2 separate regions of the Salmo salar genome follow, and region 2 is linked to region 1. The links are chromatin contacts, called in public Hi-C maps. All regions are on one chromosome and are shown on one strand. Each heading gives the region's core, a stretch centred on a gene start, on an enhancer-like site or on the middle of the called end of the contact. The rest is flanking DNA. Distances are from core to core; before and after follow the strand shown. Region 1 holds the start of LOC106565752 (class E basic helix-loop-helix protein 40). Region 2 overlaps LOC106565749 (inositol 1,4,5-trisphosphate receptor type 1).

What was found. A called contact is a pair of places that touch in the nucleus more often than the background predicts.
Region 2: a Hi-C map of muscle shows a contact between it and region 1, with 3 times the contacts expected there. The contact joins the enhancer-like site here to the promoter of LOC106565752 in region 1. A contact is called at or near these places in 2 of 3 Hi-C or Micro-C datasets (gill and muscle).

What each region holds. Positions count from the first base shown.
Region 1 is chrssa12:80,028,939-80,031,526 of Ssal_v3.1, reverse strand. LOC106565752 (class E basic helix-loop-helix protein 40) reads left to right here and starts at 1,281. Exons shown (of 5, transcript XM_014133230.2): 1 at 1,281-1,650; 2 at 1,789-1,852; 3 at 1,986-2,093; 4 at 2,571-2,588. The coding sequence starts at 1,574.
Region 2 is chrssa12:80,128,642-80,131,229 of Ssal_v3.1, reverse strand. All of the region lies in intron 41 of LOC106565749 (inositol 1,4,5-trisphosphate receptor type 1), which reads left to right. Among protein-coding and RNA genes, the nearest start is that of LOC106565749, 74 kb to the left of the region's middle. Within about 2 kb of position 1,314, at least 4 of the 13 cell types and tissues checked have an H3K27ac peak or open chromatin away from gene starts, as enhancers often do. A contact at or near this core is called in muscle, where this site is marked.

The sequences.
Region 1 (2,588 bases), core at 32-2,531:
CGTGGGGAAAATTAAACATTAGGCTATGCACAACACCAAATAATTATTCCCACGGGGCATTACAGTTTTATATAATAGTTTACATATTGACTGTAGTCTACTCTTAGGTTAGGTGGATTGGTTTATTAGGAATTATTGTCATGGACACAGGCAGGCCTATATAGGCTTTATCTAAACCTAAAATTAAAAACCTACTAAAGATAATACTTAAAGAGAAATATATGAAATACTATTTTCACATCATGAAGGTACAAAAACATTCACAAACATTTTTATTTTAAATGGGCAATTTGCATTTTTTTGACGTATACATTAATATACATTACTTTTGCATTAATATACTTATACATATGTAGGCCTACCCATTGATTTTTGAAGAATACAATTTATAAATACCTGATGAGCTTAGTTCAACTGTGGAATACCCCATCACAATCCAAACGATAAGCTTGTTTTAGTCCAATGTTTGTAAACAATGTAAATGTAAACAAACACTATATAGCCTCAAAACATGGTTAAAACTGTAACGTTATAATGGATGGTCCGTTCTTGCATCAATAGCTCTGTCTATGAATTTGAGATTGGTTACATTTCTCCAGCCCCATCCCTCGGCTTTTTACCGAAACAGGGGCGAGTACACGCTTTGTTATTGTTTCTACCGATAATTGCAGCTTTAACCCTCACACTGACACAAGTTGAATACGTGAGGCTACACGCGAATGAAAAGTTATATGTTCTTCCCTGCAAATGTTCTGTGGATATATTCTCAATTGTAATAAAATTAAGCCATATAAGCGGTAGCTTACCTTCTCTCCCCTATAAACCACAATTCTGTGGTTTATAGAATAACAGGAATGTGATAATGCATCTATTGTATCTTAATTCTGACACTTTCCTATAATAACTGTACATATGCCATGTCATTATTATGCATATGAAAGTTGTACATGGAACAGAAGCCGGAATGTAGAACATACAGTAATAACAAACAGTAGTCTATAAGGCTAAGTGTGTAAGGACTTCTGCCCTAGTTTCTATATAGTAAACATATACTTGCACGTTCTGCCCAGAGTTGTCTTATGTTCTCGTAGCATAGCTGTAGAATAAGAGGGAGGGCCATTATCGTGCAGATCCTCTTTAACTACAGAAATGGGCTGTACTCTAGATGGCTTGAAAGCACCGTCCAACACGTGAGGCTCATGTGACGGAAGTAGATCAGCTCTCCAACGGAGAGACGTGTCTAGTCACAGGGTTTATTTAACACGTAGACCAAACCACCCCTCTATCACACATTTACCCGGGAGTAGAGCATCTGAACTATTGCTGTGCTTGGATCTCAGAGTGACAACATCACATTGACAGTCTCTGGAAAGCAATAGCCTGATGAAATATTATTCTTTATAGAAAAAGTGTTCACTATTGAATAGAATAACATAACAATAATTTTAGCAATAACAATAAACTTAATTTTTTCTCAGATGACAATATTAGCTGAATGTTGAAAGACAACTGAAGCCTAGTTTTAAGATTGAATTGTTTGGAGACCAATATTTGGATTTCATAAAGACGCAAAATGGAGAGGATTACAAGTGCGCAACCTCCTCCTTGTATGGCAAAACACCAGTCGCAGGAGATGGCAGACATGCAAGGGTAAGCCCCCAGAAACAGCTTACAATGTATGCATTATAACACTGCAAAACAACATAGTATTCTTATGTAAATAATAATTTTAAAAAACAATATAAGCATGACTTCTTATCAATATTTTCTATTATTTTTGCCCTATAGAAAGGATTTCCAAAAGTACGTGTCCAAACACCGAAAGGGAATGAAGCGCGTGGAAGACAGTAAGGTATGCTTATGTTCTTTACTTAAAACATTTTGTATATCTTAGGTTTACTTTTGTCGGCAATTCATTATGTCTTATACCCTATTGAATATATTTTACACATTGACTAACAAATGTACTTTTTTTTCTCCCACAGGAGACATACAAGTTACCCCACCGATTGATTGAGAAGAAAAGACGTGACAGAATCAATGAATGCATTGCCCAACTGAAGGATTTATTGCCAGAACATCTCAAACTCACAGTGAGTACTAATTTAATGTGTAGCCTATTACTACTGACTGTGTAATAGGAATGCAAAAGCGCCACCTGGTTGTTCATGATTAATTTGTTTGTCCAAATCAATGCCTTGATTAGTCTGATTCCTTAATCCAAAAATGTTGCCTGTTATGACAAAGGCAACGTATTATTCTTTTTTTTTCATAATGTAAATAACTTGTTTATTATTATTATTATTACATCAATACTATTTCATATTATCCGATTGAAAAGTTTGGTTAATTATAATAATTGAATTAACTGCCTACGCATATTGCCTCAAACCCTTTCAAAACAATTTACATAAACAATATGTTGATAAACTATGTCTTAAATGTACTGCATTGTGTTGGTGTGTGCAGATTGCCTGCCTCCCTACCCTGTGGCAGTTTGTCTTCTGTTCAGCTGCTAAAACTGTTATATAAGAAAGATCAACATGCTTATCAAGGTCTTCCTGTTTTAGACTCTAGGCCATTTGGAG
Region 2 (2,588 bases), core at 65-2,564, 100 kb before region 1:
GACTTTCAGAAAGCCTGAGGCCAGTGCCATATGGGAGGGGCTAATGTGGCATCACATTCTCACTGATGTCATAGAACAGAACACCTCTTTAACTCAGAAGTTGTTCTATTATTATTCCCCTTCTCCATGTCAAAGCACCAGACTGTACAGGATACCCCATTGACCAAAACCTATATTGAGAAGGTATGACATTTAAGAGCACAACCTTCAACCACAGATGATATCGTTTTTTTTTTAACCTTTAGAAGGTTTTGCTTAGTATTAGTTGCAGTATTACTGTAGTTATATTTCTGGTCACAACAACATCATCTAGTCAAAACTTGTATTGTCTAGTAAATGAGCATGTACACAAGATAGTAATGAGTTACAGCAGTAGAGACTGACTTCCTTTCAGAAAAAAAGGATAGCAAACAATGGAGTCAGAGAGACTGATAAGAAGGAGAGGTAAACACAGATATCAGTTAGACTGACTGTTGGAGAGTCTACGATCTGAGCTGTATGTCTGCCAGGAGGTCACATGCTCACATGAGTGTCTTCTCTCTCTTTTTCCTCCCTCCATTCCTCCCCCCAGTGTTATCCAGTGATGGAAATCCCCGGCTGCTTCCCCTCCTAAGAAAGGGAGCGAACAGATAGACTACTTCTTTGTTGCCTGAACGGACCCTTCCCATTCGTAGTGTCTGAAGAATGTGTACACCCCACCCACACATCCGGCAGGTGCATGGACCCAGGAGGGCCCCCCTATGGGACGCAGTGTCCCACGTGCATGGACCCAGGAGGGCCCCCCTATGGGACGCAGTGTCCCACGTGCATGGACCCAGGAGGGCCCCCCTATGGGACGCAGTGTCCCACGTGCATGGACCCAGGAGGGCCCCCCTATGGGACGCAGTGTCCCACGTGCATGGACCCAGGAGGGCCCCCCTATGGGACGCAGTGTCCCACGTGCATGGACCCAGGAGAGCCCCCTTATGGGACGCAGTGTCCCACGTGCATGGACCCAGGAGGGCCCCCCTATGGGACGCAGTGTCCCAGGCTCCATGCTGATCCAAAGCCCACACTTCCCCTCCGCGGCAGAAACGGCAGCAGCAGCACTGGGCTGTCTGTCAGTTAGCTTTTAAATAAGCCCTGTGTTCAGCCCGCATTTCTGCTCTGCCCGACATGTCACCTCCTCTGTGGCGTACCCCGCTACAGGCCTGACATATAGTACAGTACTCCCCCTATTCATCTGGGAAGCACTGGGGACTGTAGGTCTGATCCTGTGTGTCTGTGTGTGTGCCGTGTGTCTCTTTCGCTCCCTTTCCTTGCTGTGTGTGTCCATGCCAGCTGATTGCTATCGTCTCATTATCCCTGGCGAAGTCGCTCTTTCTGTCCCCTCTCTATTTCTCTCTCTATACCAATCTGTTTCTCTCTGTCTCTCCCTCTTCTCTCCCCTCATGACTATTCTGCATCACTCAGTGCTGGTGTCCACTCTGCCTCAGTATGTCCCTGCTTGCCCTCAGCTATCCTCAGAGCTTCTGCAGTGTGTGTGAGGTGAGGGGACTCTAGTTGTTTCTCTGATCCCCTCCAACAGGGGAAACTATAGGCATTTCTGCTGGCCGTGCAGCTCTGTCCCAGTTTCCATGTAGCCTGCCTTCGTCCTGCACGATTCTTGGGCTCCCGCCAGCTCTCAGGCAGCGGTTACATAAGAGCGAACGTTATTTTTTCCCCTGGAATTCAGACTCTCCACTGATGTGTGACCTTCAGCAGTAATTGCCAGTAAAAGTGCGGCGGGGCTGTTTACTGAAAGACTGGCAGTGCCTCGTGTTGGGCGGCGCTGGGGCGAGCAAGGGAGCGTGGCAAGGGAGGGCAGGAGTACAGGGCATTGCACAGCCTACACCTGTTAACTGTTTCAGGGTGGGGGGCACTGTACAGCCTACACCTGTTAACTGTTTCAGGGTGGGGGGCATTGTACAGCCTACACCTGTTAACTGTTTCAGGGTGGGGGGGCATTGTACAGCCTACACCTGTTAACTGTTTCAGGGTGGGGGGCACTGTACAGCCTACATCTGTTAACTGTTTCAGGGTGGGGGGCACTGCACATCTTACACCTGTTAACTGTTTCAGGACCACCTCTGGTCCAGGGAAGACCACTGATGTAATGGTGTCAGACAAGAACAAAGGAAATAATCTCTCTGTCCTCCCCTTTATCCCCTATGATTATCCCCTCCACCTGCCTATTTACTGTACTCTCTAGGCTATAATCTTCCATGCTAGGTGATATGAGGGGGACCAGCGAGGGATGGGGGCCAGGGACGGGTAGTTTATTGCTAGGGTGCCGATGACAGTCCTGTCACTAGACGAAAGGCCAGGCAGGTTATATAAAACAGAAAGAAGGGGGTGGTGTCATTCATCTTCACACCTTGAGACAAGTGCAGAGACCGGTGGAACCTCTGTGGTGGAATCCTTTCTTCTTTCCACTGCTGAAATGTGTCAGTAACTTACAGATGACCTTATGTTTGTAGTGATTCAGCCCATTATACTACTATATACTATACTACTATGTAGTCGACGTCATATAGTCTGAGAAACGTATAAGTGGAACCAATGTTGGC